5 separate regions of the Mus musculus genome follow, and regions 1, 3, 4 and 5 are each linked to region 2. A link is a contact called in public Hi-C, HiChIP or PLAC-seq and promoter capture Hi-C data. All regions are on one chromosome and are shown on one strand. Each heading gives the region's core, a stretch centred on a gene start, on an enhancer-like site or on the middle of the called end of the contact. The rest is flanking DNA. Distances are from core to core; before and after follow the strand shown.

Evidence for each region. A called contact is a pair of places that touch in the nucleus more often than the background predicts. HiChIP or PLAC-seq counts read pairs in DNA pulled down with a chosen protein or histone mark. Capture Hi-C pulls out chosen DNA fragments and counts their contacts.
Region 1: an H3K4me3 HiChIP or PLAC-seq map of bone marrow-derived macrophages shows a contact between it and region 2, with 7 times the contacts expected there. The contact joins the promoter of Wtip here to the promoter of Pepd in region 2. A contact is called at or near these places in 2 of 115 datasets of contacts at active chromatin or transcription factors (bone marrow-derived macrophages and pancreatic cancer cells).
Region 3: a Hi-C map of regulatory T cells shows a contact between it and region 2, with 4 times the contacts expected there. The contact joins the promoter of Garre1 here to the promoter of Pepd in region 2. A contact is called at or near these places in 1 of 484 Hi-C or Micro-C datasets (regulatory T cells) and 1 of 115 datasets of contacts at active chromatin or transcription factors (pancreatic cancer cells).
Region 4: an H3K4me3 HiChIP or PLAC-seq map of bone marrow-derived macrophages shows a contact between it and region 2, with 3 times the contacts expected there. The contact joins the promoter of Pdcd5 here to the promoter of Pepd in region 2. A contact is called at or near these places in 1 of 39 promoter capture datasets (liver), 2 of 484 Hi-C or Micro-C datasets (B cells and myeloid progenitors), 2 of 115 datasets of contacts at active chromatin or transcription factors (bone marrow-derived macrophages and pro-B cells) and 1 of 9 other capture datasets (adipose tissue).
Region 5: a contact with region 2 is called in a promoter capture Hi-C map of liver, with 2.1 times the contacts expected there. The contact joins the promoter of Pdcd2l here to the promoter of Pepd in region 2. A contact is called at or near these places in 1 of 484 Hi-C or Micro-C datasets (CD4 T cells), 1 of 115 datasets of contacts at active chromatin or transcription factors (microglia) and 1 of 9 other capture datasets (liver).

What each region holds. Positions count from the first base shown.
Region 1 is chr7:34,131,808-34,137,573 of GRCm38.p6, reverse strand. Wtip (WT1-interacting protein) reads left to right here and starts at 4,306. Exons shown (of 8, transcript NM_207212.2): 1 at 4,306-5,085. The coding sequence starts at 4,515.
Region 2 is chr7:34,909,290-34,914,627 of GRCm38.p6, reverse strand. It overlaps Pepd (peptidase D), which reads right to left and starts at 2,221. Exons shown (of 15, transcript NM_008820.2): 1 at 2,174-2,221. The coding sequence starts at 2,190.
Region 3 is chr7:34,310,890-34,316,281 of GRCm38.p6, reverse strand. It overlaps Garre1 (granule associated Rac and RHOG effector 1), which reads left to right and starts at 2,735. Exons shown (of 14, transcript NM_172741.3): 1 at 2,735-2,790.
Region 4 is chr7:35,645,914-35,651,642 of GRCm38.p6, reverse strand. It overlaps Pdcd5 (programmed cell death 5), which reads left to right and starts at 4,161. Exons shown (of 6, transcript NM_019746.4): 1 at 4,161-4,337; 2 at 5,462-5,499. The coding sequence starts at 4,272.
Region 5 is chr7:34,193,496-34,198,730 of GRCm38.p6, reverse strand. Pdcd2l (programmed cell death 2-like) reads left to right here and starts at 2,061. Exons shown (of 7, transcript NM_026549.4): 1 at 2,061-2,195; 2 at 2,293-2,459; 3 at 2,605-2,665. The coding sequence starts at 2,088.

The DNA.
Region 1 (5,766 bases), core at 3,057-5,556, 780 kb after region 2:
TCTAGGTCTCTTGAACCCACATGAATCTGGACACAGTAACAAATCTGCAATCTGTGTCAACTAGGTGGTGGTGGCACAGTCCTATAACCCAGCACTTGGGAGGCAGAGGCAGGTGGATCTCCCTGAGTTAAAACCAGCCTGGTCTACAGAGTGAGTTACAGGACAGCCAGGGCTTCACAGAGAAACCCTGGCTCAAAAAGAAAACTGAGAAGGAGAGAGAAACTGTCTTATACAAGGTGGAGGGTCAGAACTAACAGCTAAAGTTGTCCTATGGCCTTCATACACATGCATAACCAAACATACACAGATGAAAAGATTTCTTTTTTTTAAGATTTATTTTTAATGAAGTGCATGTGCGTGTGTGTATGGGATTCTGCACATGAGGGAGCCAGCCTGAGGTAAGCTTCAGGCACTGTATTCACCGGGGCCTGGGTTACAGGCAATTGTCAGTCTTGGCTGTTGGGAACCTATGTGGTGTCCTCTGCAAGAACAGGATACATTCTTTAGCCAACATCTCCCCAGTCTCAAAGAAAATGATATTATTTTTTAAAAAATTGTTTTGTATGTGACTGGAGAGATGCCTCAGTGCTAGAGCACTGTTTAAGTTAAGAGTGCAGCTGCTCTGGTAGAGGACCTGGGTTTGGTTCCTCGCACCCATGTAGTGGCTCAGGACCTTCTGTAACTCCAGTTCCAGGGGATCTGATACCTTCTGACTGCCACTGCCTCCAGGCACACATGGGGTATATGTGCAGATGAACTCTCATACATAAAAGAAAATATTGTGTCTATGCATGTATGTATGTATGTGTGTGTGTGCGCGTGTGTGTACATGCACATGCCAAGCACTTGTATGGAGGTCAGAGGATAAGTGACCTCTTAGCATTTTAAAGCAGAATTCCAGAGGTTCAGAATTCTCCATTTGGCTGTTTTTAGGGAGGATATATTTAGAGAAGTATTTTTATAGATAGTTTTTATTTTTTTTTTAAACTGGGAATCTGCTTCCTGAATTCTACACATAGATGGAACATTTTCCTCCTGTATTCAACTCAACAGGACAAAACCCCAGCCCAAAGCTTATTTGGGACATTTAGCTGCTGTCACTAAAGACAACAAACATGATCTGAACTTGGTAGTACATGCCTTTAATCCTACACCTGAGAGGCAAAGACAGGTGGATCATCTACACAGTCAGTGTTGGCTACATAGAGAGTTTGAGGCCAGCCTGGGCTGAAAAGAAAGAGGAAGGGAGGGAGGGAGGGAGAGAGAGAGGGAGGGAGGAAAAAAGAAAATCAACCAAGTAGAACTGTAGGCCCCTAGTTCTGTTTAGTTATATTCCGAACACAATTACTGTTCCAAAAAAAAAAAAAAAAAGTGTTGCTAGGAGCCTGGCGGTGGTGGCCCACACCTTCAATCCCAGCACTTGGGAGGCAGAGGCAGGCGAATTTCTGAGTTCGAGGCCAGCCTGGCCTACAGAGTGAGCTCCAGGACAGCCAAGGCTACACAGAGAAACCCTGTCTCGAACAACCAATATATATTTAAAAGCAGTACTTTTAACTGCTGAGCCAGCTCTCCAACCCCATAAAATAACTTCTGTTCTTATGAAGACACATCAAAGGGAGGAGACGGAGAAGACGTAAACTAGTAGAAACTATTTGTAAAAAATGGTATACTGGTAGTGAAAATATGTAACAAACTCTTATAAGTCATTAGAATAAAATAATTACTGTAGGTGTGAGTCACCGTGACGCACTTGGTTTCTGTAAATAATGTGTACACTCTCACACTAGCTCATTTGTGGTACTGAGGGGTCCAACTAGGCTTTCACATCTATCTGTCATATCTATCTATCTATCTATCTATCTATCTATCTATCTATCTATCTATCTATCTATCTGGTGTGACCAGATGATGACTACAACTTTTAGTGGAGGGGTTCTCCTATCTTATGAGTCCCACAGATGGAACTGCGGTCATCAGGTTTGGTGGCAAGTGCCTTTTCCCCAAACCATCTCCCTGACCCCCAGCTCCTTTTATGATTTTTTTTTTTTTTTTGAGATAGAGTCCCACTACATTGATCAGACTGACTTGGAATTTGTTCTGGAGCTCAGGCAAGCCTTGAATGTGTGTTCCTTTTGCTTCAGTCTTCCAGCTGGCCTCCGTTTCTCCAGTGCTAGGACGTGAAGCATGCAGATTCATCAGTAAACAACGGATGCCATTTCATAGAAGTTGCGTCTTCTACTATCCCATATTTGGTCATTTTAGGTTGCTTTACTTTTAGGTTTTCTTATTTCTAGAGAAATGGATTTTAGTTGACCCTGGACACTAATGTATCATTTGAATTCTGAAGGTTCTAACTGTGAAAGCTGGACTGAAACATTTACTTGTTTTTATTGGGAGGTGGTGGCAGTTCTTGCTATGCAGCCCAGGCTGGCTTCAAAAGTGATCCTCCTGCTTCAGCCTCCTGATTATAGCCTGGGACAATCATAACCTAGAATAGATGTTTTGAAAGAAATTTCTGCTTATAATTTTATGGTAGTTCAGTAATCTGTGTGTGCACGTTCACATGTGGATGTGCTTGTATACACACAGTGTGTGTATATGGAAGTCTGAGAAGAACTTTGCAGTCTACTCCTGGTGTGTGTGGGTCCAGGGAATGTAATGTGGGTGGTCAGGCATATCAACCAGCCCTGATTTGTGTGTATGTGGCGGCGGTCAGAAGACAACTTTAAGGACCTGGTTCTCTCCTTCTACTGTGGGTTCTGAGGATTGAACTAAATAAGGCATTAGGTATATGTATACAAGTGGTTTTTACCTTCTGGAGGCTTTTCACTGGCCCCCAACATTTTCACTTTTAAATGGCTGATAAATGTGATCAGTGAAATGGGATCACCGGTCAAATGGTTTCTCCTTTCTCATTGGACCATGAGGTGGCTCTCCTGACTGGACATTTGTTCCTCAAATACTTGCTTCCACACCTTGTGTGCATAAGGCAGAGCTGGAATTCCTTAGGTCCTAGGAGGTGCATGTGTGTGTGGGGAGGTTGGAGGGCGGGTTGGGGGGGATGGGCCAGACACTACAGTTTCCCTTCCATCTGGGAAGCAGGTGTCCCAGCTGGCTCTTTGCACAGTGAAGGCCAGGCTTCTGTGCATCTGGGTAGGTCAGTCTGCTGCCAACAAGCTCCCTTCCCCTGGTACTGGGGCATGTTACCATCCCCCTCTGAGAAAAGGGAGTCTGGAAGTGAAGGGCTTTCCTTTAAAACTGTTTTCCTGATTACTGGGACACAACACATGAGGTTTGGTTTTCTTTCCCATGACAGCTCTTGCAGGGTAAGACAGATTTTTGTTTGTTTGTGGGTTTGGGGTAAGATACAATATGGGAGTCTCACGTTCAGCCTGCTTCCTTCTACCAGGGTAACTAACACGGAGAAAAGGAAACAACTGGATTTTCCAAGGCCTAGTGGATACTGGTTCTAAATTGACAATAATTCTGAGAGTCCCCTCACATCGGAAAAAACAAACAAACAAACAAACAAACAAACAAAAAACCCTTAGACTCATTATGGCTCTCCAATTAAAGTAGGGATGCCAGTTGATAAACAGGCTTGTTTTGCTTGCTTGTACATCATGCACGACGTTCATGCCTAGCAGTGGAAGAGGTGGTCAGATTTCTTCGAACTGGAGTTAAGGAGAGTTGTGAACCATCGTGTGGATGCTGAGAACTGAATTTGGGTCCCCTGCAAGAGCAACAAACTCTCCTAACCTCTGAGCCATGGCTCCAGCCTAAAAGAATTTTGGTGGAAGTCACACTTACAATGGGTCCCGGAACTCATCCCGTGATTCTTTTCTAAGTCCCAGAATGTGTAATTGGGACGGTTATACCTAGACTTTGCTAGAATCCTTACACTGTGTTTTGAAACTGCCAGAATTCCCACGTTGGTGTCACATCCATGTGGCACAAAGCAGGCAGCATCAGGCTGTGTTCCTTTAGCAGAGGGCCAGGGAGGAATATGGGGAGGGAGGATGTGGGCTCGGGGCTCAGCCTGGGGGTGGGGGGGGAATCTGGAATGTGCCCTGAGGCCTCGGGGTGGACCAGAGCCTGGGCCACCGCTGTCCCGCCCGCGTCCTCGCGAAGTCTGCGCACCCCTCGGCCGGGCCGTCGCCGCCCCCCCCCACATTCCAGAGGCCGCTGCGCAGTCTCCTTCCTCACATTCCTGACGGGGCAAAGGAGTCCCTCCGTCCCCCCGCCCCCTGCGCGCGGTCTCGAAGCGGAGGGGGCGCGGCCCCGAGCTGCGCGCGCATTCCTCCGCCGCGCGCCTCCGTTCCTCCCTCCCTCCCCGCCACGGCCCCGCGCGAGAGTGCGGCCCACGCCGAGCGACCGCGACCCGGGCCCCGCCCCGCCCCGCGCCCAGGGGTCCCGGGGCGGGCTGCGGGCCGGCGGACGATGCGGCGGCGCTGCCGGAGCGGCGGCGGCGGGCGGCGGAGGCGGAGGTGACGCGCCGCGGCGGGCCGACGGCCATGCAGCGCTCGCGGACGGCCGCGGACGACGCGGCTCTGCTCCTGGCCGGGCTGGGCCTGCGCGAGTCGGAGCCGACCGCCGGCTCCCCAGGGCGCGTGCGGCGCGGGCCGAGGGCCGTGGACGAGGCGGCGCCAGCGTCGGGCCGCCGAGGCAAGGGTGGCTGCGGCGGCCCCGAGGCCGCGCCCGACGTCCCGAGCCGCCCCGAGCGAGGCCCGCGCGCCAGCCTCGCGGGCTCGGACGGCGGCAGCGCGCGCTCGAGCGGTATCAGCCTGGGCTATGACCAGCGCCACGGCCCCGGCCCCGGGCCGCCGTCGGGGGGCAGCGCGCGCTCCAGCGTGTCCAGCCTGGGTTCCCGTGGCTCAGCGGGCGCCTGTGCAGACCTGCTGCCGCCCGGCGTCGGCCCGGCGCCCGCCCGCTCTCCGGAGCCTGCCCAGTTCCCCTTCCCGTTGCCGTCGCTGCCGCTGCCCCCGGGCCGGGAGGGCGGCCCGAGTGCGGCCGAGCGGCGGCTGGAGGCGCTCACGCGGGAACTGGAGCGCGCGCTCGAGGCGCGCACGGCGCGAGACTACTTTGGTGAGCGTGCGCGGGCCAGGGTCTGGGTCGGGGGTCCCGGGGTTCTGGTAAGGGCTGTTCTCCAGCCACGGATGCGGAGATGCCCGGCGCTTCCTGACTTGAGGCGGGGGTGGGGTGGGGGTGGGTGAGGGGTGGGATCCAGACAAAATCAGGCTGATTGACAGCCTAACCTGTTTTCTGGACACTTAAAAAAATGATTATTTACTTAGAGACAAGGTTTCACTCTGTAGCTTAGACTGGCCTGTCTTCCTGCCCCCGACTCTGAAGTTCTAGGAGTAGAGACATATGGACTCTGCAAAAGATTCAGTTAGGTGTATATTGAAAGTACCTCGGGAGGTCAGAAGGTGTCAGATTCCTGGAACTGGAGTCTGGTTGTGAGCAGTATTGGGAACTGAGTCTTCTCCGTTGAGAAGTTGAGTCTTCTGCAAGAGCACCAAGCTCTTACTGCTGACCCATTCTTAAGCTCCTTTGCTGGGCATTCTTCTTCATCCCTAGTATTGCCCCTAATAAAGTTTGATGAAGAGCAGAACGGAAGCGTCTCCCCTTCCAACTGAGGCATGGATAGGGGCAGAAAGATGGGGTTCCCCGGGTACCCCTGAACCTGTGTGACTGAGACTTCAGTGCTGGTAGAGGCTGTAGGTGGAACTGTGTGAGGCTACAGGACCAAGGCAAGCATTCAAG
Region 2 (5,338 bases), core at 972-3,471:
CTTCTCAAACAGGGGAGACAACTGACATGCCGATATGTCACATGAATGTAGCAGCAGGGAGCCAAGCTTTCTACAGAACATCCTTCAATCTTGTCCCCTTAAGGCCTTACAGGACCTAACTCAGGCTCAACACTTCTGAGAAGTCTCTTCCCAAGGAGGCCCTGGCCAACTGTGGAAACTCCCATGTCTGTCAGCTTTCTTAATAAGTATGCCTCCTCGAGATCTGTGGCACTTTTCAATTATAAAAGGATCAGTTTGGCTTCAAGAGGCTTCCTTTGAGGATCTGACTAGTTCCTATCCCAGACGGAGAATCTTCCGGAAAGAAGCAAGCCTTGAGCCAGCCTGGAGTCTCAAACCCAAACACAGCTGCTGGACCTGCCTGTGACCACCTGGCCCGCCCAGAAGGACAGATGATACCTCACAGACAGATGCCTGCCCACACTTACTGCTCACTGTGCTTCTTAACGGAGGGGCAAAGGCTGGGTTCACAGTTCTGGTCCTGGCCTCCTGGAGACCTATCAGGACGCTCCAACTTAAGTGTGTCTCAGTGTTCCAAGTTCACCCAAAGATCACCGAGTGCAAAGATCATCCCATGATCCTAAAACGCATGCCTCGTATTGGCACAGACCAAGATCAGAGTTAGATGACAGAGTTAGATGGCACAGAGTTCGATGACAGATCCCACCTGTCCATTAGCTTTCATGGCCCAGTGTTGTTCCTAGAAAACCGCTGGTAGTCACTACATGATTGCTATGTCCCAAGCTCTTCCAACCTTGGAAGCTAACTAAGATGGCACTGTTTCCACTGCCCTCGTTGTATATGGAGAGATGCATTTGCTCCACTAGTTTTTACCATACTCGCCTCAGTTCTGAACTCAGTCTGTGGAGAACTGCACTCTTCTACCCCTACCCTTCCTAACATCCCCTACCACCAGGTCCACACCCTCTTCCGCTGAAACCACAGCTCATGCTATCGGGGGTGGGGGTTGGGGGGGGGGAACTCTTTAAGAAGCCAAGTGGTAAATGAGGAAAATACCTAAAAAAAAAAAAAAAAGCCAAGTAGTAGTGACACACCCCTTTAATCCCAGCACTTGGGAGGCAGAGGCAGGTGGATCTCCAAATTCGAGGCCAGCCTGATCTACAGAGTGACTTCCAGGACAGCCAGGGCTACACAGAGGAACCCTGTCTTCAAACAAAGCAAAGCAAAACATAACAGATCTCAAGCAGGGTGTAGTGCCATCGTGCCTGGATTGTCAGCACTCTGAAGGGCAAAGCAGGAAGAATCTGAGTCCCAAGGCCAGCATGCGCTACATAGTGAGACCCTGTCTAAAATTCTTAAAAAGCAGATTCCAGATGACAATCCTTCTTGCTCCCCCAGGACAAAGTCTGGAGAAGTCACTAGCACCAAACCTACTAGTTCAGGGATGTACCCTACTCTCTCAGTCTTTATCTCTTAACCTTTGATCAGCTGTCCTTCCGTGACACTGAATAGAGCCCATCTGTCCAAACTTCCTCCCAGCCGAACCACTGACCCTTTAATCATACAGAATTATGGCAAGTCTAAGCGGAGCAATACACTGGGCTACTGAGGCCTGCATGGAGCCTGCATCGGAGCTAGTGAGGAGACAACTGACATACAGAAAGTCAGGCAGTATAGAATTGATCAGATAATTAAGGGAAGGTGTCTCAGAGGAGCTGACGTTTGGGCCAGGAAAGAATCAGGAAAGTGCTGGCCTGATTAACGGATATTCCACGGCCACTCCAAATACTACTCACACTTTCCCTCACTTTTGAGGAAGCGCCTGGGAACCTGGCGCCCAGACCAGGCTGGCCACCTCATCGGAGGGGCGTGGCAGTGAACAGATTTGTGAAGCTCCCACTTCGGCCACTTACGGTGAGGCTGCCACACTCGGGACTCCAGGGAAGCCACCCTCCCCCGCCCCACGAGGGCCAGTGGGCAGCCGCAAGCATGCAGGGGCTCTGCAGGTACCACTCGCCCAGCCCGGCTCTCGGTTCCGGTGCCCCAGAGAAGAAGCGCGCAGCCCGCAGCCCGCGGCCACAGAGCAACTCCAGTCAGAGCTCGGAGGCTGTCACCCACTGTTCAGCTAGGAATACCGAGGCAGGCCACCTCTACGCGGGCCGCAGGCAGGGCAAGGGACAAGCTCAGCACTCACCGCACAGTGGACGCCATGTTCACTCGGCGCTAGCGTCACGTGGAGTGCAGCGTCAGCTGAACCAGCTAGGGTTCCTCTGAGGAGGACGGGGCGGGGCCAGGGCGGGATTTTTAATGGGCGTGGTGGCTTCAGTCCCTCCCACTCCAGCTCCGGACTTCACACCCTTAAGTGGAGGAGTCCTGCAGCTGATTAAGCATCTCAGATTCCCACAAGAAACTAGAAGGAACTTGAGCAGCAACCCAGAAGGCTTTCCCTCTTGGGAAGAAGTGTCCTGAGACAGGAGATCAATTGATTCTAGGTTAGCCCCTGACCTTGTGTGTATGTTGCCGCCCACCCGCGAGAAGAACATACAAGAATAAAGAAACCATGGGGATCCACTTCTGTATCATTGGGAATAGAGGCCCCTTGGTCTTGCAAACTTTATATGCCCCAGTACAGGAGAACGCCAGGGCCAAGAAGTGGGAGTGGGTTGGTAGGGGAGCGGGGGGGGGGGGCGCATAGAGGACTCTTGGGATAGCATTTGAAATGTAAATGAAGAAAATATCTAATAAAAATTTTTTAATTTTAAAAAATAAATAAATAAATATTTATTCATATGGTAAAGAAAAAAGAAAAAAGAAACCATGGGGAGGAGGGCCAAAGATGATGGAGAGCTGGGACAACTGGAGTAATAGAAGCCTCCAGCATTCAGGAAAGGGAGTCTGGGGAGAAAGTCTCTGGCTGAGAGATAAGCAAGGCCTTCAGGGTCTTGTATATAAGTTGGAGAGTTAAATCTAATAGGCTCTAGTCCAAACCTCCTCAAGTGCAAGATGGAGGAGCTGAAGAAAGAGAAGCAGGGGCAGGGGCAGAGCAGGGGAGGGGAGGATGAGGTGGGGAATAGCAGAGCTGAGCCCTGGTGATAGAGGAGAGTCCTACAGAGAAATGAGCATCAGAAGGCAGGCACTGCCCTCCTTACTCTCAGCACTTAAAGACACTGGTTCAAGTGCTTTGCAGATGTTAGCACCACTGCTCACAGTGGTCTCACAAAAGCCCCATGAGGAAGGCAGGTGCTGTCTTAGCACCATCTTACAGAGGAGGAGACTAAGGTCCAGAAGGGTAAGCAACATGCCTGACCTCACACAGACTCTTGAGAACTTGGACACACACACACACACAGAGTGCATTAGCTCCATCTTCAGCTAAAGAGTCTCGACTCCCTAATAAGGGACGCCTTTTTAAAAATAGCAGAGGAGGAGCAGGTTTGTAGTAGGAAAGCCTGCCCCCAGCTAATCACAGCCCCACTTCTTTTGACATAAAATATGTCAAAATTAAACCAACTGCCAGCTTAATGCTTATTAATGTGTAAAAGAAGTAATTATCCTAAATATTTACAGAAGAGAGGCAGAGAACACCCAGCCATTGAACGGAGCACTCTTTCTGTAGTGTTAACCGGGAAGCACTACCCACGGCTCCTGCCCACCCAGGCCCATCTGCACAGTGGGCCTCGAGGCAGGGTCTGCTCTGACAGTCGGTTTTTTTCTGTGTCAGACACCTGCTGCCTCTCCCCGCCCCTCCCCATCAGAGGCTCCAGCAGGACCGGCCCCTCCCCCACTCTTGCTCAAGACCCTCTCCAGCAAGCCTGACCACATCCCTCGCTGCTCTCTATCAGACTCCATCATGGCCCTGCCACGTATCACAACTCCGCATCAAAGGCTGAGGCAGAGGATCCTCCTCCCCTGTTCCTGCCCATCAGAGGCGCTGGCAGGGACTCCAGGAGAAGCTGCTCAGGGTGTGGGAGAACCCTTTTTTTTTTTTTTTTTTTTTTTTTTTTTTTTTTTGAGTTACTCATGCAGGGCAGACCCAGACGCTGCTGAGAGCCAGGAGGCAATTGGGGAAAGATTGATTTTAGAGAGTCGGCGTGGGAGTGTGTAAATCAGCTGAGGAAGTGAGCCGGGCAGTGCGCTCATGCCTCACACTGTGCCTCACCTCCAAGGTCACGGGTCCCCTCTGAGACAAGCTCTGGCCTCGTGATGGCCTACAGGTGGCCGAGAGGTACCTGCTTCATTAGCCCAGGTTCCAATGCAATATTACTCTCCAGAAGTCCGCTGTCCTTGCTACCCCTGAAGGAATGCCATCCTAGCCAAGGTCCTCCCTTCTCCCTGTGGCACTGTGTTAGATCACCTTACCCTGTCCTACCCACCCCCACTGCCTAAGTCACCACTCCCCTACAGCTCAGTGGACGTCGCTGACCACTAGGTCTTTGACTCACATTGACTCATGTCAAAATGGGGCATGTGCGGCCACGTAGGGGACAGGAGGATGTATTCCATACTCATTTCTCCCAGGTGGGACAGGAAGGCATGCAACAGACAGGACATGATATATTAGTTACTTTACCTGTCGCTGTGGCCCCAAACCTGACAGGAGTAATTTAAAAGAGGAACAGTTAATTGGGGCCCATGTTCCTAGAGGCTGTGATGGTTCTCTTGAGTTGTCAACTTGACACACCCAGAATTGCTTGGAGAGTCTCAAGGAGGTACTTTAAGTTGAGTTATGCCTCACAGTAAGGGATTATCTGAATTAAGTTTATTGATGTGGGAGCAACCAGTCCACTGTAGGTGGCTCCATCCCCTAGGCAGGTGGTCCTGACCTATATGAGACAGAGAACTGAGCACAGGCAGACGAGCATGTGAGCATGCGTGCATTCATGCCTCTCTGCCCTTGACTGTGAATATGATGTCACTAGCTGTGTGACGTTCTTGCCTTGACTTCCCCAAAGCTGTGGATTGCAACCTAGAAAATCATTAACAGAAATAGGCCCCTTTCTCCACTAAGTTGCTTTCCGCCAGAGTACCCATCAGAGCATCAGAAACAAAACTAGAGCAAGGGGCCATAGTCCATCACAGCAGGAATTGCATGATTCCCAGGATGGCTCCATCTACAGCAGCAGGAGCACAGGGCTGCAGCTCCTAACATATTAGTGGATCAGGAAGCAGAAAGCTCAGGCCAGAGCTTCACCTTCAAACATTTCCCCCTCCCATCCCCCCAAGAGACCTGCTTCTGTGAACTAGGCCACACTCCAAAGGTTCAGCCATCTCCCAAAACAGCACCTTTACCAAGTGGCCAGGCATGTGTCTATAGAGAGCATTTCTCCTTCAAACCACTGCACATACTGAGGTGGCTGTC
Region 3 (5,392 bases), core at 1,486-3,985, 600 kb after region 2:
AACTTAGATGAAAATAGCTCAGTGGTACAGGCTTGCTTAACATGTAGAAGCCCCCAGTACCAATACACATGCACACGCGCGCGCGCGCACACACACACACACACACACACACACACACACACACACACACACACAGAGAGAGAGAGAGAGGCAGACAGACAGACAGTCAGACAGACACACAGAGTGGCCAATCAAAGCCCGTTGCCCTCACCTTTGTGTACGCCAGCAAGATGACAATATCCAGTAAGCAGCTGTCTGCCGTGCTCAGTTTCTGCACAGTCACCCCTCCCCCAAAGAATCCTGGCTTCCCCCTGCCTTACTCAGAAAGCTGGGGTAAGTAAGTCACTGAGGAGGAAGGCTCCATTCTGAAGTGCTGGCCTGCAGCCTGCCCTGGGATCTCAGGGCCCTTGCTGTTTCTCCTGTCTGGTCACCTCTCTGCTTTAGTGCCTTAACAACTTGAGGCATCACCACGCATTTTAGAGACTCTGCTCCAGTCTTTATAGTTATTTATTTTTGGTTTCTTGATACAGGGTCTCATGGCTGGCCTCAAACTGCCACATAGCCTAGGATGATTTTTAATTTTTTAAAATTTATGTATAGGGATGCTCTGCCTGTATGTATATGAATATATACCATGTGTTGCACATGCAGGGCCCTTCGAGGGAAGAAGAAGGGGATATATCCTCTGATGTTGGCATTACAGGCAGCTTTGGCATGCTGGGAATTGAACTCAGGTCCTCTGGAAGAGCATTTAGTGCTCGTAACCACTGAGCCACCTCTTCAGTCCTGTTTGTTTGTTTTTTTGAGACAGGGTTTCTCTGTGTAGCCCTGACTGTCTTAGAACTCACTCTGTATAGAATATGTTTTTATTTTGTTGAATGGATTTATTTTCTTTTATGTGTATGAGTGCTTTACATGCCTGTATGTGTGCCTGGTGCCTGAGGAGGTCAGAAGAGGGTATCAGATCACCTGGAATTGGAGTAATGATGGTTGTGAACCACCAGGTGGGTGCCAGAAGTACCAGTGCTCTTAACCACTGAGCCATTGCCCAGGCCCCAGAACATAGTAAATGTGCTACTTTTTTTTCCCCCCTGTGTATACCACTACTACTACCACCTTTTTTTTTTTTTGGACAGGGTTTCTTCTCTGTATAGCCCTGACTGTCCTGGAACTCACTCTGTAGACCAGGCTGGCCTGAGACAGAGACTCAGACAACCACCGTTTTTTTTTTTTTTTTAGATTTATTTATTTATTTATTATATGTAAGTACACTGTAGGTGTCTTCAGACACTCCAGAAGAGGGCATCAGATCTCATTACGGGTGGTTGTGAGCCACCATGTGGTTGCTGGGATTTGAACTTAGGACCTTTGGAAGAGCAGTCGGGTGCTCTTACCCACTGAGCCATCTCACCAGCCCCACAACCACCCTTTTTTAACTTTTCTTTATTTCTCTGTAATAAATTTGCCTTCATTTCAGTTACTCCTCTAAGTGTTTATGTCTTTCATCTTTATCACTGTGAGAACGTCAACTTTGTAGCCCCTGACCTGGGTGGACCTTTAATGATCACTGAGTCTCTAGCACCCTAGGATCTGGGGCCAAGCACAACCCAGTCCTGAAAGATTTTGTTGTTTTCAAATACTGCATCAAAATCTACATCCATACTTTCCCCTAATGCTGAGGGTGAACCCAATGCCTGTCCTGTGCTAAGTAAGTGCTTTACCACTAAACTGGATTTCAGCCTGATACAACCATTCCTGCCTCCGGGTTTCAGACCTCGAGTCTGGGCAATCCTGACAGCTTCCCAAGTACTGCCAAATAAGCCCTTGTTTAAAACAGGGAGTTTGGAATGTTCTTAGATAAATCCTATCTTCTCTAGTTTTCTGACAATGAAACATTTGATAATTATTCACCTTTTGTGTGTGTGTGGTTTTTTTTTTTTTTTTTTTTTTTGAGACAGGTTCTATGTAGCCTTGGCTAGCCCTGGATTTGCTATGTAGACCAGGCAGGGTTCAAATTCATAGAAATCTGCCTGCTTCTGTCTTCTGAGTGACTGGGACTTAAAGGTATGCACCACCACTCCCAGCCTAAAACATGTGTCTTAACCTCCCAAACTCTCATTGCAAAACCCTGGGGCTGTAATATGTGCCCCTGACAAGTTGAGTAGTACTCTATCTCCGAGCTACGATCTCGGGTCCCTTTCGCCTATTTGTGTTTTGCTGTGTGCTGTCATGTAGTCCTCCTCAGGTTTTGTTTTAAAATTCCTTTTTTTTTTTTTTTTTTTTCCTTTTTCTTTTAGGGATCTTAGCTCTTGATCTAACCCGGAGGGTAATTATCTGGACATCCACTTCCATTGGGTCGGGGTACTCTCTCCTTCTCTCTTCTACTTTCCCCTCCTACCATCTGCCACAAATGGCACTACATCATTACAGTGATTTGTGACAGTAGTATTCTGTTGGCACCGCTCACGAAGCAATCCCTGAGGGTGCTAGTACTATCCCGCTCCTACATCGTCTGTCAGGTGTGATGTCTAGCGATCAATGGTTCTATCATTAATTTCAATGATAAATACGCGAGGACGCAACCGAGCCCCTCAGCAGGGTTCCGACTAGGTCTGGAAACAGGGAGGGAACGCAGAGCTTCGCCGCCGCCCATCCAGCACGAGGGGAGGGTGGGCTCCGGCCGGGGAAACCGCAGCGACCGCCTGGGGCGGGGGCGGGGCCGCCCGCCGACGTCACTTCCGGTGTACACAGCCGGTCCGGGCGGTGCGCCGGAGCCGGGGCGCTTCGCAGGTGAGGTACGGTCGCCAGCGGGCTCGGGTCGGCGGGGACTGGCTAGGGGTAGCGGGCGGCGGGTCGCAAGGGCGACTGGCATCGAGGCGAGCTCGCGGGGTGCCGCTTCCCTCGGCGCCGTCCCTCGCCCGCCTGCTGTGGAGGACGCCGGGCTCGGCGGGCGCTGGCCGGGCGGACGGAAGCCCGGAGGGGCCTCTCGGCGCGCGCCCGGGACGAGACCCTGAGGGGCGCGTTGGCGCTGAAGGACGCGGCTGCCTTGGGCCGCCGCGGGGGATCCGCTCCCGGAAGCTCGGGGCGCCGTGCGCCCGGGGCTGGCGGCCTGTGGGCGACCTGGGTCCACGGGCACAGGCGGGCGCCGCTGCCCTCAGGCCGCCCCGCGGCTCCCCGGCCGGCCGCGCGCCCCTTCCTGGCTCCCTCTGAGCCCGTGGGCGCGGCGGGGGTCAGAGGAGGGCCGAGGCTGGGCTAGGACTGAGGAAGGACCCACACCCGTCGGGCGAGCGCCGGGGTCAGGGGTGTGTCTTCCTGCTCCTCGTGGAGCAGGGGAAAAAGAGCATGCCTGTTTGGCATGATAAGAATTTTGTTTATACTTTAACCAAAATTGCCTGGGAAACGATCAGCCTGGGGAGCCCCCAGTTTGAAAATAGATTGTCCTTGCCCTTCCCCACCCGTTGCCATTATGAAAGCGATTCATTCTTCTGTCCTTGTAAAAAACACTCGCCACTGTATACAAAGTGTCAGGAGGGAAAATGACCACGGCGACTCGGTGACAACCGCTCCTAACATTTTGGTGACATCAGTAAGTGCAGATATATATACTGTCACTCTTAGAGGTTTTGTAGTAGAACATCGAGTACCATAATTTATCCAAACTCTAATGAATATTTGATTGTCCCTGTCACAAGAAAAAACACTTGTGGCAAAAAGGATTTATTTGATTATTGTCTTCGGCTAAATTTACAAATGGGGGTCAAAGGTAACATTCCGTTTTTCTCCTTGTGGATATGCTTGGAAACCTCAAACGCACTGTTGTAGAAAATTACATCTGTGTTTGCTTCTCATAATTGCTTTAACATTTTTAACCTTTTTTAAAAAATTTGTTTATTTACTCATACTTATTTTGAACAGACCCCCACGGTGTAGACCAGATTGGCCTTAAGCTCACAGAGATCTCTCTGCTTCAGTTTCTCAAGTGCTAGAATTAAAGACACAGGCCAAGAGGCCTTGCCTTTGTATTTGTTTTTATTTTTAAGACATATTTCCCAAGTGGCAGTATAGTCATCCAGGTAACCATTGTTGTCTTATTATCTTATTTTAGGCTTAAAGTTCTAAGAATGTATTTGTAAAAGACTACTTGCGAGCTTGATTCGGTGTGCGTTTGGAGGTTTTTATGTGCCTTGAAAATAGTAAGTTTTTCCTTGTAATCTTTAAAAAGATCATTTCTTTTACAAGTTCAGAGAATACTTTCTTTATATTTGATATTTATGTGTGTGATACATATACATATAAGATATACATATTAAACAAGGTTTTATTGCTGTTTTATTTGCTTTCTTGCTGACAAGATCACAGACTCCATATGAAGAGTGCAAGTTTGTTGTGGCAACTTTTCAGTCTGGCATTTGAGATTCTAATCTTCCTCTATTTTTGCACACGAATACGTAGGTTAGCATTGGAGACCAAGATAGAAAAGTTCTCAGATTCCCTTGGCAAGCCTAGATTTTTTTCAATCTAAAATTATCTCTGGATTTTTGGAAGACCGCATGCTTTAAGCATCCTTTAAAAAAAAAAACAAATACAAAATACTTTGCTAAATAATTTTTCTGTTGAGAACTTGAAGCCTACTATAGCAGGAGCTGTGCGTCTCCTAGGTCTTCTGCATTCCAGGGAAGTCACTAGCAGGCTCCAACATCCCATGGGTTTTGTGTGTCCACTCTGTCCCTTTCCTGTGAGACTTTCTCCTCAGTGGAAAAAAATGACCTTCCTAGATGGACAAAGAATGTTGGTTAGAATAAGGAATTGCTTTGTTTGGAGTAAGAAGAACCCATTGCTGGGTTCTCTCAGTATTAATTCAGAAAGAACCTGAAGTGTAGAGTTGTGCTCTAAACGTTTTCTCTACAGATATTGTTCAGTGAGGCCCCCGAGTTGGTTGATCTAGTGGTCACTGCTTGCTTTTTTCTGTTTTCTTTTCACTTTGTGTAGTTGTTTTTCCTCTTTGTCATTCTTTATGATACAACTCAAGACTTTGAGATTCTATTTATTTTTGTTTTTTTGTTTTTTAATAGTTATTAATTTATTTTATGTATTTGAATACACTGTAGCTGTCTTCAAACACACCAGAAGAGGGCATCAGATTCTATTACAGATGGTTGTAAGCTACCATGTGGTTGCTGGGAATTGAACTCAGGACCTTTGGAAGAGCAGTCAATGCTCTTAACCTCTGAACCATCTCTCCAGCCCTTATTTTTATTTTTGTTTTTGTTTTATATGTATGAGAGTGTTTTGTCTGAAGACTGCACCCTGAGCATACAAAGCCACTGAAACCAGAAGAGGGCTTCCGACCCTCTGGGTCTGAAGTTACAGATGTTTGTAAACTATCATGTGG
Region 4 (5,729 bases), core at 2,912-5,411, 740 kb before region 2:
AGTCCTGTAAGCACCACTTTTATACATGTTGGGTGGAGAGCATGTGGTTGGCTTTACTGTAGTGGCCTACAAGCAAACTTGCCATGTCCCCAAACGATGGCCGTGTTGTTGAAGAAACGTTTGTCAATTGGGATCTCAGGCTCTGTCATCACTAATCAACTGCTCACACACTGAGTTTGATGTGGGACGGGAGTCCATTGCTCTGTTTGAAAGCTTATACAGCAAAAACACCAGAAGTAAAGAGGTCAGGGAAGAGCTTAACACACTGCCCTGCCAGGAAGCTTCCTAGCTACAAGAAGTCCCAACCAAGCAATCTAGCGTCCATCTACAGCTGCTGGGGTCGGAGACTGCCCAGCTGGCCCGCCTCTTGCATTCTGCCTTTGTTGGAGACTTTCATGCTGCCAGCCATGACATAACTGATCAGCGGAAACACCATAGCTAAGGCACTGCTGGCAAGCAACCATGAAGGCGTGAACCCTGAGGATGGGAGGTGAGAATCCACAACACAGCATGCAGCAAGGATAGCGCTGAAGCCCCAAATCACCCACCAAGCTGGCTGAGGCTTTCTCAGAGTGAATCCATGCCTCTGGACCCAGAATCCAGCTACAAAGACGGATGAGGGAGATTAAAGCTTTGTCTGTGAGGACATACTGTGTGGCACAAAGCAACAGTTACGGGTCTTCTCGGCTTTGTAGCGTAATGAAGAACTCAGTCTCTTTCGGTAGAGTATGGCTCCCTCTGCTGCTGACAGGAGATGGCCAGGGCTCTGCTGCAGGGGACTTGAGGACAATTAAGCAGAGAAGATGGCTTGCCCAGGGAAAAGGCTGGGAGATAAGCATGACAGAGGGACCAGTGAGTGCTGTAAGCATTGCCCCTGTGGGTGCTGGGATTACTGGCCCACTGCTGTCACATAAGCAGCAAGCAGTGACATCAGTGGCCAACACAAGGAGGCCATGAAATAGCTGTGTATCACCTGTGCTTCTACCAAATGCATCCTTCCATCTCTTCCTTCCTTCCTTCTCCTCTTCTTTCCTGTTTGCGTATGTACAAGCCTATGTGCTCTGTATGTCAATGGCCTCTGAACTGAAACACTCCCTCTGGAAGGGAAGGCTCAGGAGAGTCAGGGCATGCCTCCGCTACTTTTTGTCGGTGATAAAATACCATGCCCCAAAGCAACTTATAAAAGGAAGAGTTTATCGGGGCTTATGGTTCCAGGGGAAGAGTCCAAAATGGCATGTCAGGAGGTGGCTGGAGGAAGAAACACAACGACCGCATCTTCAGCCAGGAATGTGGAACAGAGTCCAGTCAGGAAGCAGATAAGGCTTTTAAAAGCCCACCCCTGCTGCTGATGCACTTCCTCCAGCGAGGATGAACCCCCTAAAGGTTCCATAACCTCCCCAAACTGCACTACCAGTTAGGGACCACGTGTTCAAACACACCCATCAATGGTGCACATTTCTCATTCCAACCACTACAGAAGTAAACAAATGCATCATGTCTGGGAGAATGAAAATTTGGGGGATTCTGGAGGGCTGTTCTCCAGTAAACAGCTGACAGGAGGGAGCCCCAGGGCTGCGACTTTCATGAGCCACAACTGCCCATGGTGGGATGGACTTTTCAAAAAGTCTGCTCTTTGAGTCATTCTTACTCTTAGGAGTAACCCTCACACCCACTCCTGTTGAGAACCTCAGTAAAAACCCTATGGTTCACAAATTTAGATTTTGGTTGGACTCTTATATTGGTCTGTCTTTATGGTTCCCTTTCTGGGCTGATAGACATGTGTATTGTGTCTTCCTAGGGAGCATCTGCCACACAAGACTGTACTTGTGTGTTTGGATATGTGTGCACATGGAGATCAGAGGTTAACAATTGGATGTCTTCCTCAGTCATTCTTCACTGTATTTTTTGAGACAGGGTCTTGAAATGAACCTGAAGAGCGGCACTTTGAACAGACTGTCTGGGTCTGCCTCCCCAGGGTTGGGATGCTAGGCTGTATTCAGATAGGCTTTTGAGGGGAGGAGATATTAATGCAGGTCACCACACTTAGGTGACAGGCACTTTTACTACCTAAACCATTTCCTCAGGTCCAGGTGCTTGTGTTCTGACCTAGTTAATAAACGGTGACATTTACCAAAGTAAGGAGAAGTAGAAGGGACAGCTGATGAAGAAGTCAAGGGTTAACTACGGGTATGTTGAGTTTCAGATGCTATTAGAACTATGGAGAGGTTGACACAGGCATTTGAGAAAGATTAGGAGCTGTAGCTTTGTTGGAGGAGGTGTGGCCTTGGAAGAGGTGTGGCCTTACAGGAGGTGTGGCCTTGGAGGGGTGTGGCCTTGGAGGGGTGTGGCCTTGGAGGAGGTGTGTCACTAGGGCTCTGAATTTTCAAAATAGTAGTTGTCTCAAGACGTGAGATCTTAGCTGCTGTTGCACTGTCATGCCTGCCTGCTCATTACCATACTCCCCACCATGATGGTCACGGACTCTAATTCTCTGGAACTGTGAGCTCCAAATTAAAAGCTTTCTTTTATTAATGGCCTTGGTCATGGTATTGTATCACAGTAGTAGAAAAGCAACTGTCTGGTTTAGGATTTCTATTGCTGTGAAGAGACCCCATGATCACGGCATCTCTTATAAAGGAAGGCATTTGATTGGGGCTGGCTTATAGGTTCTGAAGTTTAGTCCATCATCATCGTGGCAGGGAGCATGGTGTAGTGCAGACAGGCATGGTACAGGAGAGGTCGCTGAGAGTTCTGCATCAATAGGCGAGCAGCAGGGAAAGTAACACTATGGCGTGAGCACACTTGAAACCTCAGAGTCCCAGAAAAACACTTCCTTCCAACCGAGACACACCTACGACAAGGCACACCTCCTAACTGTGCCACTCCCTAAGAGCCTCTGGGGGCCATTTTCTTTCAAACCACCACAGTCCCTAACACAGCAATTCCATCCATAGATACATATTTAAAATAACTGAAGGCAGGATTGCAGGCAGGCATTTGAACACATGCATTGATAGTGGCTTTACTCACACTAAGCAAAAAGTGAACAAGGTTAAACTGATGAATACATCTAATGTGCTTTGTACAGTAAATATGTTCAGCCAGGAAATAATGAAATGGGGGAGGGGAGAGCTTGTTTGGTTGGAGCCAAAGTCTCACTATGTAATGGCAAGCTGGTCTTCAATTCCAGATCCTCCTGCCTCAGACGCCCCTGGATTGGCCGACTTTAAAGGCACACACCCACCAAATCCAATCAAGAATGAAGTTCTGTCTCATGGTACAACATGGATAAAAAACTTGAAGGTGGTATATGATTGGTCAAATATGCCAGCCATAAATAAATAGTGCTTGAATAGGCAATTTTATACAGACAGAACATTGTTTTGTAATGGGAACCAGGGATAATAAATAATTTCTATTTAGTGAGTGGGTGCCAGTTTGTAATGATGAAAAATTTATAGAGAGTAGCCATTGCTCAACAGGGTGGATGTAGGTATATGGGCTAGAGGGATGGCTCAGTGGTTAAAAGTGTGTATTAGTCTTCCAGAGCACCAGAATTCGATTCTCAACCCAATATCAGGTGACTCACAGTTGCTTGGAACTCCAACTCCAGGGGTCCAATGTTTGTCTCCTCAGGCTCACTCATCCCTTACCTCCATATATATATATAATGAAAATGGTTAGATGTATTTGGAAAAATTAAAATACATATACCATAAGCAAGTCACAGGATTGGAGAATTGAGCAGTTTTTTTTTCCACCCACTCCATCCCTTACTGGGACCCTCACTCCAAAATCAGGGTGTGTGTGTGTGTGTGTGTGTGTGTGTGTGTATTGCCATAGTTCACACACACACTCACACACACAGCATCTTCTCAGCAAAGGCCCTTGGGGGTTGGGGTAAAGCAGACAGGGCGTCGACTAAGGAGTTTACACCTTGCAGAACTGCGCCATTGCCAGTCCTAGGAATCATTAGGGTGGGGCGTGTTAACGCGCAGTTCAGAGCCTGGGAACCCACAAGCGCCCTCTTAGAGGTTCTGCCCCTTTTCCCATCGCAGGATCGGTCCTCTGCAAGGCACCCTGGCCGAGGCCCGGCAGCCCCAACTCGGCACTCGACTTTTGATGCCTGAGCATCACTCGCGTCTGCGCAGTCGAAGGCGCCGGGCTCGAGTCTCCGGCCGAAGCGATTCCAACCGAGTGTACCGGAGGGCGGCTGCGGCTGCGCGACCCCCGACGGCCGCTGCGCCTGCGCGACGTGGGACAGCCGCGCCATGGCGGACGAAGAACTTGAGGCGCTGAGGAAGCAGAGGCTGGCCGAGTTGCAGGCCAAGCATGGAGTGAGTGAGCGAGCGGGCGGGCGGGCGAGGTGACGCCCTCGCCCCAGGCACAGGCTCTCGGCGTTTGCTCGTGGGACCCCGGCTTCCGCGTACCCCATGGCAACGTGTGTGTGCCCACGGGGATGGGGGTGTCCCCGGAGGTCACCGCCGCCTCCTCGGCTGCCGTAGGGTCCCGCGTGAGGCTTGTGCGGGTTGGGGTGTGCGCGCCTTCGAGTCACCCCCCACCCCACCCCCCAAGTCTCGGTTTTCGCTGCCGTCGAGCCTCAGGCGATCCTCGCCGGGATTGGGGTGTCCTCGGATTGGGGGGGGTCTTGCCGACCGGAAGCCCGCGCTGTGTAGAGGGGGATCCTCTGAGCTCTGGTGCGGAGGACGCCGCTCTGACAGCGCCTCCCCGGGCGGGAGTCGAACCGCGGACTCCAGAGATGGTGCTCAGCCCCTGCGGTGCCGGCTAGGAGGGAGTAGCGGGTTGTAAACTTGCCTTGGGACAAACGCTAGTGGTGGTGGGTGACCTCAGTGGCAAGCATTTGAGCCTTTGAGCCAGCATCTTTCGTGCCAAGCCAGGGTCTCTTTTTTCCAGTCTTCTCACTGGTTAAAAATAGGGCTCCATGATACCGGGGCCTTTTCAGGAATGTGTGCGTTCTCAAACATTCTTTTAGATTGTGACTTGAGACGCTTGGGAAATGTGGGGCTGGGAGTGGGGGTTAGCCTGGGCCACAGTGCTTACCTAGCATACACAACACCCTCTCTTCCCTGAGTTCCACCCTCAGCCCTTATTTAATAAAACGAACACAACATTGCAAATGGAAACTGACTTATTGATTTTTTTTTTTTTTTTTTTTTTTTTTTTTTGGTGAGGTCCAGTTTCCACCTCGGGAACCTATTATAGCAGAAAGAATATCGAATAAGCCCTTTATTTTTGTTTTCATTTATTTGGTATTTTACTTTATTTTGAATACGGTCTCTGTTTATAGCCCAGGCTGGCCGGTAACTTGAGATTCTTGTGTCTCCTAAGTGCTAACTATGGTGACAAATGTGCCTCACCCCACCTTTCCCTGACCCATGTGTTCTTCTCTCTTCTTTTGAAGTTCCACTCCATTAAAAGGTAAAAATTATTTTTTTTTCAGGATCCTGGTGATGCAGCCCAACAGGAAGCAAAGCAAAGGTAGGGCTGGAACTAGAACTTTCTGGAAGAGTGGTTTCATAGATTGAGCTTTTGGCTTTTATTTAGTAGTTGGAATTGGTCCGTGACTCTTAGTGAATCTCAGAACCTAGTGATTTTCTACTAAGCCTGCTTGAAGGTAATTCCCTTTTTAGTCTGATTCAGTAAATACCCACGGAGTTCCAGTAAGACCTCACTTTGAAGTTCTGCCTAAGCCCAACAGTAAATAACCT
Region 5 (5,235 bases), core at 812-3,311, 720 kb after region 2:
ACTTGAGATTAGCCTGGGCTGAGTGAGCAAGTTCCAGACTTGTCTAGCTATACAGTGGAAACGTGTCTCAAGAAAAGGGTGGTAGGTCACAGTAGGGTCTCAGATATAGGTCAGTGGTAGCGCATGCTCAAAGATTGGGTTCAATCTATCATGTGGACACACTTGTGGGGTAAAGTTTCTCCAAGTTTCAAGTGCTTGACTTGTGTCCAGCAGGTGGCACTATTGGTAAGTGGTGGAAAGTAGGTGGGGCTCAGTTGGAGAAAAATGTCTCCCTTGAGAGGGAAAGACATGACTTTGAGAGATTTGCTGCAGACTCTTCTTTCCCTGTATCCTGGCTGCTACCTTTGTGGAAATGACACAAACTAGAAGAGTGCACCGGATTCCATTACAGATGGTTGTAAGCCACCATGTGGTTGCTGGGATTTGAACTCGGGACCTTTGGCAGAGCAGTCAGTGCTTTTAACCACTGAGCCATCTTTCTAGCCCATTTCTAAAATTCTCACACTGCTATGGTTTCTCAAAGTAGTCAAACTCACATGTGCTTTCTGTTTCTGGGATTAAACACTTGTGGAGGAAAGGGTTACTTTGGCTTATAATTTCCGGTCATGATCTATTATTGAGGGAAGTCCTAGAAAGAGCCAATGAGCAACTGCTTGCTGGATTGCTCCCTGGCTCTGTGTGTGTGTGTGTGTGTGTGTGTGTGTGTGTGTGTGTGTGTGTGTGTGTGTTTAGGACACAGGATAACCTCACATGTGATTCCTCTGGTCCAGTCAGTCCTTTTTTTTTAATTTATTTTTTTATAAAGACAGTGTCTCAGTAGCCTGAAAGTTACTGATCAGGTTGGTTGATCCAGTCCCAATTTCAGGGTTTATTTGCTTTTGAGATACTCTCAAGCCAGAGCTGGGTTGAGTTTCACTATTTAGTCCAAACTATAACCAGAGTTCACCCTTACCTGGCAATACATGCTTTTCAAATGTGCTTATTTTTTTTATTTTAGTAAAACTCATCACTAAAATTTTTCTTATTTTGGTTTTTTGAGACAGGGTTTCTCTGTGCAGTCCTGGCTGTCCTGAAACTCACTCTGTAGACCAGGCTGGCCTTGGACTCAGAAATCCACCTGCCTCTGCCTCCCAAGTGCTGGGATTAAAGGCATGAGCCACCACTGCCCGGCTAAACTTTTTATTATTTACTTTAATGTGCACCATGTGTATTCCTGCTGTCCACAGACTCCAGAAAAAAGAATTGGCATTGGTTCCCCTCCTGCCTACCCTCTGCAAACTGGAGTTGTAAGCAGTTGAGTAACCTATGTACATGCTCAACATTTTTATTTTGTTTTGTTTTTCCATACAGGGTTTCTCTGTGTAACAGTCCTGGTTGTCCTGGACTTGTTTTGTAGACTGCTGGCCTCGAACACATAGAGGTTACACAACCCCGCTGTGGCATATGCTCAAATCTTCAGTCTTCATATGTATTTTAAATGTATCTGTCAAAATTAAGGACTTTGGGGGGCTGGAATGATGGCTCAGGAATTAAGAGCTCTTTCAGAGGACCCAGGTTCAATCCCACCACTCACAGGACAGTTCATAATTAACTGAAACTCCAAGAACTGACACCCTCACACAGACCTACATGCAGGCAAAACACCAATGCACATAAAATAAAAAAATAAATGATTATTTTTTAAAATGTAAGGACTTTTTGTTTGTTTTTTTCGAACAGGGTTTCTCTGTATAGCCCTGGCTGTCCTGGAACTCACTCTGTAGACCAGGATGGCCTCGAACTCAGAAATCCACCTGCCTCTGCCTCCCGAGTCCTGGGATTAAAGGCGTGCGCTACCACACCCGGCTTATTTTATTTTATTTTTGTTATGTTTCTTGTTGTCTGCCAATACCGTCATCCTGTTTCCAGTTGTCAACGTCTAGTTAAACCTCTTTGTAGATCCTATCAAGATATCAGAGATAAAACAGGTGGTCTCCGTCCAGGACCCCTTTGGGGCGGAGTCGGGGAGGAGCAGGCGGCGCGCGTGCGCAGATAACACTCTCTGTCGGCCACCGTAGCTCGCGCTGTCACGTGGGAGCCCAGTAGTTATGGCGGCCGTCAGGAAGCCTGTACTGCTGGGACTTCGAGACACGGCGGTGAAGGGCTGCCCCAAAGGGCCCTCCGCCTGGACCTCTAGCAAGCTGGGTGGCGTTCCGGTGAGTGCGGCTGCGATGTCTTGGCGGGGCCGCGTGGAGGGTGTCCGGGCGGGAGCGGCGTGGGTCCCGGGGGTCTGAGCTGCAGCCTGCTCCTCAGGACGCCCTGCCGGCCGTTACCACTCCGGGGCCGCAGTGTGGCCGCTGCGCACAGCCGCTCACGCTCGTCGTGCAGGTGTACTGCCCGCTGGACGGCTCCCCGTTCCATCGGCTTCTGTACGTGTTCGCCTGTGCTCGTCCAGGCTGCGGCAACAGCCAGACGCGCAGGTAGGCGGGGAAGTCCTGTCGTGAAGTCTGGTCCCAGGACGGGGCGGGATGGGGCGGGATGGGGCGGGCCGAGGCGGGCCGGGTGACACTCGGTGGGGCTGGATGTCCAGGGTGGAGCCCTCACTGTGTCTGTCTTGCCTCTAAGCTGGAAGGTGTTCCGTTCCCAGTGCCTGCAAGTGCCAGAGAAAGAGACTTGGAACGCGCAGGTAAAGCGATTCTGATTGGCACACTATGTTTTTCAATAATTTGAGGATCGTTTACAGCAACTTGTCTCCCCTCTCTAGCCCAAGCTGGCCTTTAACTCTCATAAATTTGTTGGCTTAAATCTTCCCTAGTCCTGTGATAACTGCTATGAATCACCACATCCTATTTAAGACAGCTAAAAAGAAGATTTATTTATTTACTGTATGTATGAGTGCTCTATCTGTATGTACACCTGCATGCCAGAAGAGGGCATCAGACTCAGTATAGATGGTTGTGATGAGGTTGTTGGGAATTGAGTTCAGGACCTCTTGAAGAGCGAGCCTTCTCTCAGTCCCTTAAGACAGTTTTTTAAAAGATTGCTTTTGGAGGCTGGAGTGATGTTTCGGTAGCTAAGATTGCTTGTTGCTCTTTCAGAGGACTCAGGATCAAATTTCAGCACTCAGGTGGCAGTTCAAAATTACCTGTAACTCCAGTTCCAGGGGTTCCAATGCTTTCTTCTGGCCTCACTGGCACCAAGCACACTGTGGTGAACAGACATACATGCAGGGAAAACACCCATATACGTGGAATAAAAGTGAATCTAGGCCAAGTGGTGGTAGCACGTGTCTTTAAGCCCAGCACTCGGGAGACAGAAGCAGGTGGATTTCTGAGTTCAAGGCCAGCCTGGTCTACAGAGTGAGCTCCAGGACAGCCAGGGCTACACAGAGAAACCCTGTCAGGAAAACAATTGTTTAAGTGTGTGCTTCACACGTGTGTGTCAGAGCCTTTGAGGCTGGAGTTACAGGTGTTTTGAGAGCTGCTTAATGTAGGTGCTGAGCCATCTCCCTGCCCCTAATACCAAACTTTTAAACATGCTTCTTTGCTGCCGTGGAATGAACTTTAGTCTTTCAGAATCATCAAATGCTATTCCCTCAGTTTTCTGGCTTTTTCTTAAGATTTTACTTTTTTTTTTTTAAGTTTATTTATTATTACAAATAAGTACACTGTAGGTGTCTTCAGATGCCCCTGAAGAGGATGTTGGATCTCATTATGGGTGGCTGTGATCCACCATGTAGTTGCTGGGATTTGAACTCAGGACCTTCTGAAGAGCAGTCATTTCTCTTACCTGCTGAGCCATCTCGCCAGCCCCCAAGATTTTACTTTCCAGTTTACATATATGCATGTGACCATCAGTGCAGGTGTCTGTGGAGATAGTGGATCTCCTGGGCTGCCTGATATGGGTGATGGGAATTGAACCTAGTCCTCTGGAAGAGCAGCCAGTACTCTTAAATACCAAGTCAAGTATAATAGTTTATACGAGAGACATGTAGTTTACTGATTTTCTCATTTGAATAAATATAGGTAAGTGTGTGTGTGTGTGTATATATATATGTGTATATATATATATATTCATGTATGTGCATGGCACACAAGGTTGTGTGAAGTAGAAAAATGCTTTTTTGTTTATTTGTTTTTTGTTTTTTAAGCTAAGACATTTAAATCTTTACTAGCTAAATTGATAGCCTCAGGGGGAAAGTCCAGCAAGGGCTTGTGGGAGCACATCTCGGAACTGACCCATCTGCTAGGCTACCTCCTGCAGGCGGGATACTTAGGTGTGGTTTGATGAGTGCGTGCTCCCCTTGTCACAGAGCCTGGCATGCTGTCTTTGTTTATCTGTGTTTTCAGAGCAGCTCTCTGTCTCTCTTGTATATTTCTGTCCTCCCCCCACCCCCTCTCTGGATCCATACTTCAAGGTAGCCTGGAAATTCATGTCACTGGGGCTGACATCACACTCATGGCCATCATGCTGCCTCAGCCTCTCCAAGGCTGATAGGAGCTACCGTGTCCAGCCTGCTTCATGGCATTGCTCTCCATTACACTCTTGTCTCTTAGGCGGACCTGAGGAGCTAACCACTGAATACGTCTAATCTAACAGCCCAGCTGCTAAGGAGCCTGGGAAATGTAGTCCTTTCCTTTTTTTTTTAGTCCCAATAATACATAAAGTACAACAGAAAGATTGTGGGACAGATGGGTAAAGACACCTGGACCTACATGTGCCACATTGCCCTGGAGCAAAAGAGACAGTGTTTTTTATTTTTTTGGATTTTTGAGACAGGGTTTCTCTGTGTAGCCCTGTCTGTCCTGGAACTCACTCTGTAGACCAGGCTGGCCTCAAACTCAGAAATCCTCTTGCCTCTGCCTCCCGAGTGCTGGGATTAAAGTTGTGTGCCCCCCATAGCCCGGCAAGAGACAGTGTTTTAAGTCACTTCTTACATGGTTGGGATTTTGTCTGGTTTTGGAATTATTTATTTCACTTTACATCTATTAGTGCTTACCTCAATGAATGTATGTGCACCACATGCATAGCCAGTCCATTTGGGGGTCAGAAGGTGCCAGTGGATCCCCTGGAACTGGAGTTACAGATGGTGTGAGTTGCCTGAACCTGGGTCCTCTTAGACCTCTTAAGAATTCTTAAGAAATGCCGGGTGTGGTTGTGTACGCCTTTAATCCCAGCACCCGGGAGGCAGAAGCAGGTGGATTTCTGAGTTCGAGGCCATCCTGGACTACAAAGTGAGTTCCAGGACAGCCAGGG